Linked DNA regions of Mus musculus: region 1 is linked to region 2. The links are chromatin contacts, called in public promoter capture Hi-C maps. All regions are on one chromosome and are shown on one strand. Each heading gives the region's core, a stretch centred on a gene start, on an enhancer-like site or on the middle of the called end of the contact. The rest is flanking DNA. Distances are from core to core; before and after follow the strand shown.

Evidence for each region. Capture Hi-C pulls out chosen DNA fragments and counts their contacts.
Region 1: a promoter capture Hi-C map of adipose tissue shows a contact between it and region 2. The contact joins two enhancer-like sites. A contact is called at or near these places in 2 of 484 Hi-C or Micro-C datasets (embryonic stem cells and nephron progenitors), 1 of 115 datasets of contacts at active chromatin or transcription factors (embryonic stem cells) and 3 of 9 other capture datasets (adipose tissue, liver and pancreatic islet).

What each region holds. Positions count from the first base shown.
Region 1 is chr4:137,639,120-137,646,249 of GRCm38.p6, forward strand. Usp48 (ubiquitin specific peptidase 48) reads left to right here. Exons shown (of 27, transcript NM_001355588.1): 22 at 87-191; 23 at 5,224-5,379. Among named protein-coding and RNA genes, the nearest start is that of Usp48, 49 kb to the left of the region's middle. Within about 2 kb of position 4,547, at least 76 of the 459 cell types and tissues checked have an H3K27ac peak or open chromatin away from gene starts, as enhancers often do. A contact at or near this core is called in adipose tissue, where this site is marked.
Region 2 is chr4:137,521,192-137,528,781 of GRCm38.p6, forward strand. Hspg2 (perlecan (heparan sulfate proteoglycan 2)) reads left to right here. Exons shown (of 97, transcript NM_008305.3): 30 at 252-301; 31 at 548-642; 32 at 842-982; 33 at 1,268-1,459. Among named protein-coding and RNA genes, the nearest start is that of Mir7018, 13 kb to the right of the region's middle. Within about 2 kb of position 6,315, at least 14 of the 459 cell types and tissues checked have an H3K27ac peak or open chromatin away from gene starts, as enhancers often do. A contact at or near this core is called in adipose tissue, where this site is marked.

The DNA.
Region 1 (7,130 bases), core at 3,297-5,796, 120 kb after region 2:
GGCAATGAAAGTAGTTCTTGTTCCTGACCCACCCACACCTCATAGGCCCTAGGCCTGACTCCTCTTTCTGCTTCTGGTGTGTTGAGGTGATGAAGGACTCGGCCCCCGAGTTGAATGTGAGTAGTTCTGAGACGGAAGAAGACAAGGAGGAGGCTAAGCCAGATGGGGAGAAGGATCCTGACTTTAATCAAGTACGTTTGTATTGAAGTACTCCATCATTGTGTCTTTGTCCGCAACAGCCCCCTGCTGTCCGTCTTCCCTGGCTGGGTATTTTCTGGGTCCCTCCCTACTTGTTCTACACTTTTAACTCTTAGTTTTTATAGCACGCTGTAGCTAATTTTTCCCTTCACCCCTAAAAAAAAAAGGTCTGCATATCCTCCGAAGTTCATTTAAGGAAGAAAAAGTAACTGTGTGATGGCTGTGGTGGCACAGCATCGTGCCAAAGCACTTACAGGCATTGCTAAGTGGGGGTCTGGGTCTGAGGCCAGCCTGGTCTACAGAGAAACAAATGAAAAGTGCTCACGTCTAAGACCAGTGGGGAGGCTGAGGCAGGAGCACCTACCCGTGCCTTGAAGCCATCTTGGCCCAAAGTGAGACTGTCTAGAGACAAAGCAAGAGCGGCTATGGCCATAGGTGTGGTGACACAAGCACAGTCTTGCTTTCCTGAACTGAGGCAGGAGGATTAAGAGTTTGCAGGCCCTACTCTTACAGAAGTCCTGGGTTTGGTTCCCAGCTCCCACCTCAGGCAGCTGTAACTTGAGCGAGCTTTGTGGGATCTGATAAAGGCACCAGCCAGACCTGACAACCTGAGTTCATTTCCTGGGAAACTCACTGTGTGTGTGTGTGGGGGGGGGGGGGATGATACGACACGACAACTACTCCAAGTTATCTAAGATCTACAGACATGCCTGTGCACACAATGTAATTAAGATGATATTTTTAACTCTATGTGCTTGGGTATGGGTATATTACACATGAGTTTAGCTGCCCTCAGAAGCCAGAGGCCGTGGATGTCTGTGTTCCTTGGAACTGAAAATGGACCTCCACAAGCAGCACTGCTTCATCTCAGTAACCCCTGGAAACGTCAAATAATAATGATGATGATGCAATGAGATTTTAAAGGCAAAATATATCATTTTAAGCTGGAATGAAAATATTCGCTTTGATTCTGTCTTGGTAACAAACTGGCAGTCTTTTTATTTTTTCCCCAAGACATTGTTTTCCCATTGTCCTAGCTGTTCTGGAACTTGCTCTGAACAACAGAGATCTACTTGCCTTTGTTCTCCCCAAGTACTGTTATTAAAGGTGTGCACCATCACCACACAGCCTGCCAACTAGGATTTGTGATAAATGGAGGAAGATGATATTAGCCCTTCAGTCTCCACCATAATCAATTTCTACTAAGATTGACTGTGTCGGGGACTGGGGAAGATGTTCAGTGGTTGAGAGCATGGCCTCTCCAAGAGGCCTGAGTTTGGAACTCAGCACCTTCTCTGGGCTGCCTGTTTTACTCTTAATAGCTGGGACATCTTTACCCTGAGACCTGGTAGTCAAATTATGCGTAGCTTCTGCCTCAGTGGCCCTTTGCCTCATCCAATCCAGAGCACAGTCTTTGAACATGCTGGTCTGCTGTTGGTATACCACTGTTTTTTGTTTTGTTTTGTTTTGTTTTGTTTTGGTTGTTTGTTTTTTGCTTGTTTGGGTTGGTTTGGGTTTTTTGTTGTTATTGTTGTTGCTGCTGTTGTTCATTTTTTTTCATTTTCTTTGTTTTTCTGGTTGGTTGGTAGGTTTTTTCATGAGGGTTTCTCTATGTATATCTGACCTTGGAAATCACTCTAGTCCAGGCTGGCCTTGAACTCAGAGATTGATCTGCCTCTTTCTTATTCCAGAGTACTGGGATTAAAGGCGTGCACTGTCACGGTGTGATTTGCTGCTTTATTTAATGTTGATGAAGAAAGTCTTAAGTTTGGTGCTGGAGAGATAGCTCAGTGGTTGAGAGTACTTCCAGTGGTCTGGAGTTCAATTCCCAGCAACCACGTGTTGGCTCACAACCATTTGTAATGGGATCTGATGCCCTCCTCTGGCATATAGGGACATATGCGGGCAGAACACTGCGTACATAAAGTCTTAGGTCTTAATCAGCCCAAGGTAAATAAATGTTGTGTGTACTTGCTGGTATGGAAGGATGTCATTGTTATCTATGCTTTGTTCGAATCCTATAAAAATAACTTTAAAAAACAACAACAAAAACCCATGAATGAGCAAAACCACTGTTTTATGTCCATCTCTTGGACAGTGGACAGGCAAATTTGGTATTTATCCCTTGTCAAGCTTGATGGCCCATGGCCTCAGAGCGTTCTGTGGTCATGCAGGGTTTTCTGACTGAGGCGCTCTATTGCCCTACTCAGATCTGTTTGTGTCTGTTGTCAATCTCCTGACATTGTGGAGTCAAGTTTTCTCTGTTAGCTCTTTTTCCTTTCTGAGACACAGGCTTGCTGTGCCACGTAACCCAGGTTGGCCTCGATCCCATAATCTAGTTTGGCATCTAGAATGCTGGGATTGCTGGTGTGGACACCCCTGCCTGGCTGCTAAGAGGGCCCTCTAGGATTTCGAAGAAGTGTGTCTCTCTGTTTCCAGCTTTGTTTTTCAGTCCAAGCCTTGTTTGTTGAGCAAACGCTGCATTTTCCTGTGACTCAGACTTTAAAGTCTGACTCTTTCTCTGAGCATCCGGTTTTATTCACTGTGGTCACAACCACAGCAATGTTCTCAGGTGGATGTGGGATTCCTGCCTTTAGTTGTGGATTGCAGCAGAGTTCACATGAACAAATACAATACAGAATGTTAGAGGATTGCTCTTTACGCCATAATTATTTTGTACATGTTATAATTTTCCTCCGATTCCCTTGTCCATGTTTGGATATTGTAATATCCTAGAATGTTTTAAATACTTTTGGTTCAAGGCAGGGCGGGGATCTCAGCTCTAACCCTCTGTTTAGAGCATAGTAACTAGTTAGTCCCTGGGGATACCTAGTGTCTTCAGAATGTCACCTCCCGCACCCCCCTCCCTCTTTTTTCTCAGAACATGGGTCACTGGTTTCACTGAAGTAAATCCCACGCCATAAAGCAAGCATTAGTGCTCCTTAATGGAGCTGAGCAAATTCCCTGCCCTCCTCTCTAAGCCAGATCAACCAAGTTCCTTCTGTGTTATCTAAAATTCAGGTTAATGATACACTCAGTAGGTATCACTTAGGTAACTGGAAGCCTTTTAAATCCAGTGACTGGGGAAAAACAACCACTGCTCTACTGGTTTTAGCAGGTTGACATGGGTTAAAGGACAATAATTCCAGGAAAAGCTTTTAGATCCTCTTAAAATCAATTTGAAAAGATTTTAGTTGATGCCTGAGACCTTTTGGCTGGGGCATGGGGTGAGGTTAGGATTGTACAGTGGATACCTTCTGTCTGTAGATAATGTCCTCTTTTTCAGTTGGATGTTGTTTTTGTGACTGCTAAGTTGACTTTTTCTTAGAAATGGAAGTTGTGGCTAGATTGGGCAGAGCCTTGCCAGTGGCCAGAGACCTGAGAAAAGTCTCTGCCCTGGTAGCTGCTTTATGAATTACAAAACACATTAGTAATATGAATGGGAAAGTGGGAATAAAAATCCCACTTTAATTCCCTGGCTTGGTTAACAAGAGAATCTTGGCTTGTTAACCCCCCAGGGAGGGCTTTGTAAGTAAAGAGCCACAAACACTACTGCCAGCATGGAAGGCTGATCTGCCTGCAGTACAGAGCAGGCCCACATTATGTAGCAGACCTACATAATGAGTGAGATGCTTTCAAAACACACCAAAAGATGTTCTGGAACATTTGGCCCCTGCTATTCTCTTTTCTAAAGACTAGTACAGCCTGTATCTTGTGCCCATATATAGTTCCTGCTTTTTTGCTGAATGCTTAGGTCAGTTCAGTGATGGTGAAGTTCTGAATGCTTGATCCTGTGTATCGAAGGATAAACACAGTCCTGCAGTGCTTACAGTGTGTTTAAGAGAAGCTAGCAGGCATGACTTTGTGTCCACCAACTTCCTCTCAAACCCAAACTGATGCCACTGGCATGGTCTGCGTGACTGGTGGCTTCCATCTAGACCAGGGTCTTGGAGAGCACCTCACCTTGTTTTTTACCGGCATTGCCTGTACCGTGTATTAACTTTTCTCTAAATTGTAAGCTGGGCCTGAGCATTCATTTATGGTTTTTTTAAACAGTTTTTACAAGAATACTTTACAGCTAAAGCTGTTTTCCCTCTCTCTACCACCAGTACATCAAGAAACACAGTATCTTGTTTTTAGTAAAAGTATCTTTGATGTCTTGAGTACAGTCTAACGTCTCATTTTGCAGTTGGTATTTAGCTTTCATATTATTCTCAAAAGGAGAAGGGGCTCATTGGATAGAGTGCTTGCCCAGCGTACAGAAGCCCTGGGCTCCATCCCCAGCACCATAAACCTGAACAGATCATGCACTGCTTTAATTGTGCACTGTGGAGGTGGAGCTGGAGATTAGAATTGCAAAGTCATCCTGTGAGTCACAGGGGTTTGGAGGCCAGCCTATGGCACATGAACTCTTCCCCACTCCCAAGAAGAAAATGTATAACACAAGAAAATTAGAATTTATTTAGGAAGTTCTATAATCTTGAAATTTCAATCTATTGGCTTATGTTTGTTGTTTTTAACTAACTCTTTAATGCATTTTGTGTTTGTGTGTGTGTGTGTGTGTTGTGTGCAGTAGAGGTCAGAAAACAATTTGAAGGAGTTGGTTCTCACTGTGTGCGTCCTGTGGAACAAACTCACTGTCTGGCTGGGCATGAGAGACGTCTCACTCGTCCTGGGCCTTGCTGTGTAACCCTCGCCTGGCCTTGAGTTCAGAACCCCTGCCTCAGCACTCCAGTGCTAGGATTAGGAAAGGGCAGCCGCAGCTGAGAGGTCATCGCCACTGCTGCTGAAGGTGAAACTTCCTTCCTTCTGAAAGTTTCGTATACCAAACACTTAGGTTTCTTACATGCAGTTAAGGTTGACTGACACACACACCCATCATATATAAACCAGCTTACCTCTGTAGACTCTTGGATGCACTGTGCTTGATTCACAGGGTTTCAGGAGTGGTGTATCCAGCTTCTGTTTACTCAAAGAAGCTCCCGCGCAGGGTAATCCCAGAGCTTTCTCTTTGGCATCTTGCAGAGCAATGGAAGTACCAAGCGACAGAAGACATCCCAACAGGGCTATGTGGCCTACCAGAAGCAGGTCATCCGGAGGAGCACGAGGCACAGGAAGGTTCGGGGAGAGAAGGCACTGTTGGTGTCTGCCAACCAGACGTTAAAAGAATTGAAGATTCAGGTGAGGGAATGCTTGCTCACTTGTGTGGCCTGTGTGGATTGATCCCTTTCTATCCTTGCTTTATGGACTTAACCTGTTTCCTGGAGCTGAGCTTTTAACTAGTTGCCTACTTGTGGTAGTTAGCCAAGAGGAGAGGATTTTTGTGTGTTGTTTGTTGTTGTTTTTTTAATATGCTTATAAGACCCCCAAGTTAAAATTAGCACACTCCCTTAAAGTTTTTATATATTTGGTTTGGTTTTTTGTTTGTTTGTTTTTATTGTAGGGTTTCTCTATGTATAGCCTTGGCTGTGGGGAAACTCTAGTCCACTTTGCCTCCTGAATGCTGGGATTAAAGGCGTGCACCACTGAGCCAGGTTATTCATATGAATTGTTTAAGAAGAACATCCAAGGGCAAGGAGCTCCTCTCTGTTGGTAGTTTCAGATCCATTCCAGCATGAATTAGATAGTTTTCCTGAAACAAATACCACATTTTAAGAATGACCTTGTTGTGAGGGTTGCTCGTAGTTTCTTTAGATCCCCACCATTGTAGTGTCATACTCATTGTGGACTTTCTTCCCCAGATGACTATTGCAAACCACCTTCATCACTGCAGCCACAATCCCTTACCTAGAACAAAAAATTACTTTTTTTTTTTAATAGTTTTCCCTGTAGCTGGTATGGAAGGCACCAAGAGAGCTGGTTAATCTCCCAGAGCAATCCATGGCTACTGTGTTCCTACGTATGCATGTGGAGTCCAGAAAATTTTATTATAAAACTTGTTTTTAGGTTTATTTATCATGTGTATGAGTGTCTTGCTTGCATGTGGGCCACGTGGGTGCCTGGTGCCCGCGGAGAGGAGAAAGTTGTGTCTCCGGTTACTTGGAGCTGCAGTATGTAGTGAGTAATGACAGTGAGTAAGGGTGTGGGCGCTAGGAACTGAGCCTGGGTCCCCTGCAAGCACAGCAAGTACTCTGAAGCACTGAGCCTTCCTTCTAGCCCCTAAAGTTTGGAGACTGGAAGACACTGTTACACGGGTCCCAGTTAGGCCTTTTGGTTTTGGTTGGGATTTGATTTGTGCTTGTTTTGTTTTGTTTTCGAGGCAGAGATTGCTTTGTTTGGCCTGGCACTTACTGTGCAGATGAGGTTAGCCTTCAGCTCTCAGAGATCTCTTGCCTGCCTCTGCCTCTGCCTCCTGAGAGCTGGATCAAAGGTGTCTGGCACTACACCATGTAACAGGCACGTGTCTTTGCCTGCGGAGCCATTCCACTGGCCTTCCTTGTTTTTTGAAACGGAGTCTCCTCTTATCTTGAAGCTTGCCAAGTAAGGCTAGGCCAGAAAAGTCCCAGCATCCACCTGCCTCTGCTGCTTCCTCCAAATGAGGATTACAAGTACACACTACCACACCGAGGTTTTATATTTTAAATGTTGGGGGCAGGGGTATGTGTATCCATCAGTGTAGATGCCTGTAGAGTCCAGAAGATGAAGCTGTAAGCTGACCAACATACATGCTGGGTACCAAACTCAAGCTCTCTATAAGGGCAGAACATACTACAACTGCTGAGCTGTTTCTCCAGCCTCTGTATTCAGATTCTTTTTTGTTTTGCTTTGTTTTGTTTTTTCGAGACAGGGTTTCTCTGTGTAGCCTTGGCTGTCCTGGAAACTCACTCTGTAGACCAGGCTGGCCTCGAACTCAGAAATCTGCCTGCCTCTGCCTCCCAAGTGCTGGGATTAAAGGTGTGCACCACCACTGGCCAGCTCTGGTATTCAGATTC
Region 2 (7,590 bases), core at 5,065-7,564:
GCTCACACCACCAGGCCCAACATTAGACCTCTTGATCTTGACCCTTGGGGTCAAGGCCTGTTGGAGTCAACTCACTGCCAGTAAACTTGGCCCCACCCTTGCTTTTTTCTCCCCCATCTGTGAAATGGGCTCACAGGCTGATAAGGCTTTTCCTTTACTGTGGGATCGTTGAGTCCTAGCCCAGATTCCACCCTTGGGCCCAGGCGCTTCATCACCAGTTTCTCAGGACTCCACTCTCTCTCTCCCTGCAGGTGTGCCCCAGGTTACTATGGCAACCCCAGCCAGGGCCAGCCCTGCCACAGTGAGTAGAGTTGCAGACTTGGGAGGGCACTGGGGGATGCTTTTCTTTCCAGGGAGATCTAGGACAGGTCCTTGGTTTCCCTGGGACCTGGGTGAGGTGGCTCTACCATTCTGTCACAGGAGGAGGCACTGCCGACATCCTCAAGTTGGCAGCAGTCCTCTTGGTGCTGACTTAGAGAGCGTTGGAGATGGAGGTGCTTAGTCTTGGGTTGGGGGTTGTGCCATCTGTGGCTTCTTTACACTTCAGGAGATGGTCAGGTGCCAGAGGTGCTGGGCTGTGGCTGTGACCCCCATGGCAGCATCAGCAGCCAGTGTGACGCCGCTGGTCAGTGCCAGTGCAAGGTCAGTTCAAAGCCCTGCCTTCTGTGTAGTCCAGCTCAGTCCACCACCGGGGCTGAAGAGAAGTCCGGTGGTACCCGAGGGGATCCTGGGACCTGGTCATGGGGTGGGGGAGGTAGGGCTGCTCACGACTGCTAGTAAGTAGTGGCTGGGAAGACTGGCCCCGAGTCCCTGCACACATTTTTGTGTCTGTCTCGCCCAGGCCCAGGTGGAGGGCCGTACTTGCAGTCACTGCCGACCTCACCACTTCCACCTGAGTGCCAGCAACCCGGAAGGCTGCCTGCCCTGTTTCTGCATGGGTGTCACCCAGCAGTGTGCCAGCTCCTCTTACTCCCGCCAGCTGGTAAGAGCCAGTCTGTCCCCTGTCCCGGGCTGGGTGCCAGCCTCCCACGAGGGTACCCATCGCCAGGCCTTATTGCTCACCTCAGCACTGAGCGCAGTGACCTGACTCCTTCTGAGGTCTCTCAGCACTGAGCACACCCCTTCATCTCACCCCAGATATCCAGCATTTCTCTCTCAGCCCTGGTCTCAGCGAGCCCCATGTCCTGCCTGTCCTGATATCTTTCTGTGCCCTGCCCACTTTGGTGTGCCTGACCAAGCTAACCCTTGTTCTTCCTCCTGATGCCAGATCTCTACCCACTTTGCTCCTGGGGACTTCCAAGGCTTTGCTCTGGTGAACCCTCAACGCAACAGCCAACTGACAGGGGGCTTCACCGTGGAACCAGTGCACGATGGGGCCCGCCTCTCTTTCAGCAACTTTGCCCACCTCGGCCAAGAGTCCTTCTACTGGCAGCTGCCAGAAATATACCAAGGAGACAAGGTAAGATCTGAGTGGGCTCCCGGCATGCCAGCTCTGAGCCAGGTCCTTCCTGAACATGGGGTCAACAGGCACTCAGGAACAAGTTTGTGGTCTGCCATGTGGCTGCCATGTCATGATGCAGTCTATGTATGGCCTTTGAGTGTCCAACACACCTCAGGTCACATCTCAGCTGGGCTGTCCACTAGCTGGACACCTGACCTCCCCAGCACAGGGTGGCTGGGACAATTGTGCCTGATACATACTGAGCCCTCAGCTGGTAACGACTGAGATTTTAGGCCAGGTCACATGTTCCACCACAACATAATGAGCCGGTTCCAGTTTGGACCCCCCTGTGCTCTTTGGTGCTGGGTGCTGGCATGGAAATTCTCAGGTCATTTCTATTGAACTCTGACCACACCCCCACTTAAGGTCTCTTAAGCCATGATTGCGTGAGCCAGCCAGCATTACTGCCATTTCTTAGCAGAGGAAAGTAAAGCCAGAGAGATCAAGGACTTTATGCGAATCCCAAGACTAGTGGGCAATAATGGGCAGGATGTGTATCCAGGTCAGACCTGCCTTTTTAAAAGGCTGCGCTAAGCAGAGAGGGCCTTCTTTGCAACTGAAATGAGGTCTGATCGGAAGACAGCATCATCAAGGATGGTCTTGTGGATGGCAGGGTCTAAGAGGTGAATGCCAGGGCGCTGGAGAGATGGTTCAGGTGTTGGGAGTACTAGGAGCTCTCGCAGAGGACTCAGGTTCAATTCCAAGCACCCACCATGGAGGCGCGCAACTGTCTGTAACTTCAGTTCCAGGGAATCTGACACCCTCACACAGACATACATGCAGGCAATGTATCAATGAATGCCCCTGAATCAAAATAAATAAAAGTAAAATAATAAATAAAAGTCACACACACACACACCCCTAAGCAGCCACATATGGTTCTCAAGGAGTCATGGCCATAGAAGCATGGCACATGGGACTTAGTATGTGAGTCCCCCACCAGCAGAGGCCCGTGCCCATTCAGCTGCACCCCAATCCAGTCACTACAGGGGGGCTTTGAGACCTTCCAGTCCCTGCTCCTTGGTGAGAAACAGGTGCCACCCCTCTGTCCAACCTGGCTGCCTTCTGGTGCGTTCTTCTCCTTGGCTCCTTCTCTTCTGGCCTCTCTCAGACCTCTCTCTGTCTCCTCCCCTGGTGCTTCCCGCTGTCCCACACACAGAGGGAGGCTCAGTTTGCACGGCTACGCCGGGCTCACCAGGTATGCCATTTGTTGAGTGGTGTGAAATGGGGATGCGATACAGGATGTGTCATGGTTACCCTCAGCCTGCATGGGAGATGCCCTGCACCCATGGGTGCCCTGCTTGAGCCTGTACTACCAAGGAGAGCAGGAGGGGTGTGTGCTGTGCTATGGCCCACCAGCCACGTGGTGTGTTTCTGGTGCCAACAGTTGGAGGTCTGCGGACAGGAAAACTAGCTTGATGTTAATCTATGTGACTGTGGCTGGCTCCCCAGTTTTCTGTATATTTGCCAGCAATCACCATTAACCTATGCATGTGCCCTTCCAGTAGCCTGGAGTAACCCTATGTATCAGCCCCAAGATGGGGTATGCCTCCCTCATTAGTCACTGTGGCCTTCCTTGCTGGTACCATGTATGGAGAAGACGCTGTCTATAACTCTGAGCCCTGTGAGGGCTGAGACGGCTTGTGACTTCCACCCCATCAGAACCGCACATCCCTCTCAGAGGAACAGTGGCGGGCAGCTGTGACAACGGGGAGGATCCTTGGGGACCCAGAGGGCAGGGGCCGGGCACAACGGGCATCACAGGTAACCTAAGGCAAGCGCAGGCTCTGTCTGGGGACCTAGGGGCCAGACCTTGAACCAAAACCCAGGCTTTCCTGGTTCACCTTCCCCCAAGCCTGTCTAGGCCAGCATACTCCAGTGTTCTACAGACACGCCAGAATGGCTTATGTAGGGCTGTGGGCAGCTGTCCACCCCACTCCCCCACCCCACCCATGGCTGCCACAGAACTTTCTATCCTCCCCTTGCTGGGCACCCTGGGCATGGTTCCTCCCCAGCAGACCCAGCCCATACTCATCCCAAAATGCTCTGCCTGCCTTCTAGGAGTGAGAAGGCAGAGGGCACAAGGAGAGGATAGGGGACATCCACACAGGCATATGGGTGGCCCAGAACTGGGGAATGGGATGGGGAGGGCTCAGCCTGGGGCAAGGCAGAGCCTCAAGCCTCATGGGTGTCTTTCTGTCCATGTCTTCCTGTCCTCTACTTCTTCCTCTCCTCGTCCCCAGGTGAATGAGGCTCAGAGGCGGATGGATGCTGAGATCTGGCAGCTTCTTGCCAGCTTTGCTGCCCATCCCCAACCCCCTCCTCGTGGGCTGCACCCCAGCCCCCAGCTAGCTGCCGCTCTACGAGCAGGTCCCCCCTCCTCCTCTTCCTCTCCCTCCTCCTCTTCCTCCTCCTCCTCCACTTCTCTGTCTTCCCCAGCAGACTCTCAGGTATGTACCCCGTCACTCACTGAGGGGCCCGCCCACCATGCTTCCTAGACTCTAGCCATTTCCAAAGCAGTTTGCTATTCCATGAGACTCCCTGGACTATCATTGACTTCAGGCGCCACTTTAATCACACCAGATAGGGAGTCAATTATAGTTATCCTTATGGTTTGAGACAGTCTCACTTCAGCCCAGGCTGACCTCAAGTTCAGAATCCTGTCTTAGCCTCTCAAGTGCTGGGATACTAACCATGTCTGCCTGACACTTGGCTTTCTTTCTTTTTCTTTTATTCTTTCTTCTTTAGACAGGATCTCTCTACAGAGACCAGGTTGGCCTTGAACTTGTGTTCATCCTCCTGTCTTTGCCTCCAAAATATGGAGATTAAAGATACACACTATCATACCCAACCACTTTTTTTTTTTTGAGACAGTTCGCTGTAGCCCAGGCTGACTACTTTATAGCCAAGGGTGACCTTGAACTCCTGATCAACCTGCCTTATCTCCAAAGTCATGGGATAATAAATGTGTGCTACTATGCCCTCTATCCCATCTTTTGGATGGAAGCCAGGGCTTCATGCAAGTTGAGTAAAAGCTATGAGTTACATCCACAATCCTGTGGCTACATTGTTGTGTTTTCTGGCTACTTTTTTCTTTCCTTCTTTCTTTCTTTCTTTCTTTCTTTCTTTCTTTCTTTCTTTCTTTCTTTCTTTCTTTCTTTCTTTCTTTCTTTCTTTCTTTCTTTCAAGATAGGATCTTATTATGTAGCCAAGGCTGTCCTGGAACTTACCAGGATAGACCAGGCTGGCCTCAAACTCACAGAGACCCACCTGCATATTGCCTCCCAAATGCTGGGATTTAAAGGTGTGCACCTTCACATTCAGCTCCAGCTACATTTTTACATATATGTAAATACATACATACATACATACATACATACATACATACATACATACATAAGAAGAGCCACTGGAGTTTTAGGTGTTTACCATGTGCCCCACTGATCCTGGGGTCCTCCGGAAGGACACACCGTATTCAAGGCAAAACAAGACCATGCTTAGAAAGAACATCTAGAGGACCTGGGCCCATAGCAGGAAGCAGGTCACCCAGAGAGCATGGTGGGCGTGTGCTGTGGGGTTGGGTGGGTTCTGGGTCCCTGCTGGGGCGCCTGTACCCCATTCTTCCCTTCTATTCTTCTGATCTAGTTCTCACTTTCCTACGAGGGCTTCTCTCTGCTGCCTGGAAGCCTCTATTACTGGCAGCTGCCCCGAGCCTTCCTAGGGAACAAGGTAACCTGGAAGTGGAAGGGCCATGTGTGTGTGTGTGGGGGGGGTGTCAGGGGGTGCATTTATTAGGCACTTGCTGGGTGCTGTATTATCAGTACAGAGGCAATTACTGGGCTGGCCTTCCAGAACTCTTCACTGTTTTTACCAGTCCTGCACTCTGAATGTCGCTGTCTTTCTCTCGTGTGTGTGTGTGTGTGTGTGTGTGTGTGTGTGTGTGTGTGTGTGTGTACACTTGCATATGCACATGAGCCTCTGGAAGCTGGAGGACAACTCCCGCTGTTATTCTTTGTTTTTTTGAGACACAGTCTCTCACTGGACTGGAGCTTACCGGAGTAGGCTGGCCACTCACGGTGTCCCTGGGGTCACTCTTTTTGTCTCACCAGTATTAGAATGCCCAGGACTTTTTGGGGGGGGCAGTTCTCTGAGAAGCAAACCCAGGTCCCCACACTTGCACATAAACACTTTACCAACAGAGCCACCGCCACCATCCTGGGTGTTGTTACTGTTACCCTGACATTAACATTCAAGTTGATATGGCTCCTACCTTGCCTCCTTGTCCCCATGTGACAGAGAGAGCCTCTTCATATTGTGTATACCTTGGGATCAGGGCATTGACTTAGTGGTAAGTGGTAGAATGCTTAAGGCCCAGGTCTGGTCGCCAGCAGTTGGAGGAGGGAGGCAGGATTTGATTAACACGTGTAAGACTGCAATCAGCAGCCAGTCTAGGCCAAGCAGGTCCAGAGGAAGTGAGGTAAGAGTCTACCAGAATCTGGGTGGGTACCATAAGAAGGGGAGAGCCATTGGCCTTCAAGTGTGTTCTCTGCACTAAGATGAGTGTGTCCCTGTATGTGGCCTGAGCTATGTAATCCTCGAGGTGCCCTTTAAAGTATTTTTTCTCCTATCTGCAGGTGAGGGAAGTAGGGCTCAAAGTAAGCGTGTCCACAGTTGTCCAGACAGCAGAGCTGGCATCTCTAGACCTTGACTAACATCCTTGTGTGGCACACGCCTTCCACTTCCTAGAAAGCTGCTCCCAGATGACACTGTGAACTCACTGGCATCCAAAACAAACAGGAATCCAGTTGTTTCCGTTGTAATCTGGTTGTTCTAATAAGTTTCTTACCACACCCTGGGTTGTTAAGAGAATAGCCCTGGGGCCTATGTCACCCAGGGCCTGGCGTGTAGCCAACTGGTGTTTGATCAATATTCACCCACTGAATGAACGCACTTGAACCAGACAGACACTCTGTGCTGGGTAGTTTTCAGCCAGCTGTCTGCCCTGGTGATGAAGGAGAGGGAAGAAAGTCCAGGGGTCAGAGCTGGGACCTCAGCTGCCAGGGTGAATGAGCCCTTTACAAAACTAAACCTTCTAACCATGCCTACAGAGACACAAGTCCAGGTGGTTTGTCCACAATAAAGAACAAACAAATAAACAATAACAATCAAACAATAGAATGGCTCATGAAACCACAGGGTCCAAGGATGACAGCTGGATACAGACACTCATAGGGGGTTTTTTCTCATTGTGTTGCTTCTGGTCCCATGGGAGATAGGAGTTTCCCTGTCCCGAATGAAAGAGGTGTGCCAGGTGCACTGTCCTTTCCCCAGCTGGGAAGAGGAATACATGGCCACCTTGCGTCTGGTCACACTGGGACGGACCCCACCCATCTCCCTTCCTGATCTAGAACCGTGTTAATTGGGCAGGCTTGGCTGGCTTGCTCTCCACAGCAGATGGGAGGGACCCGTGCGTACCAGAAGGTTGTTATATAAAGAGAACAAGGAGGGGACTGGAGAGGTGGCTCAGAGGTTAAGAGCATTGACTGCTCTTTCAGAGGACCCAGGTTCAATTCCCAGCAACCACATGGCAACTCAACCCCCTGTAACTCCAGTGCCAGGGATCTAAGGCTTCTTTTGACCTCCACAGGCTTCCATACACTCATGGATTATTGTACTACACATACACACCTAAAATAAAGTAAATAATTTAAGAGAAAGAGAGAGAGAGAGAGAACAAGGATGTAGTTCACAGAAAGAAGGAAGTAAATTCTAGACAGATCCAAAGCCAGAAACCTAGGAGACGAGGCCTCCGAACCCATGCAGACCCCAAGCCCTGAGCTAAAATTTCTGATCTTGGCAGCGTCTCACTGCTATTACTCTTGTCATTTTATGGGAAATGCCTACACATAAAAAGGGACTCAGAGTTTGCTGACTGACTGTCAGGCAATGGAGAACGGGAGGGAAAGATGTCCTCTCATGAGGAAGGCTGGAGAGGAACTGAGAGGGCCTTTCAGCCTCTCTGTGGTGCGAGCTCTGGCCTTCTGAGGTTAGGGTGTGACACACAGGAGCAAGAGGCTCTGCCCCTTACC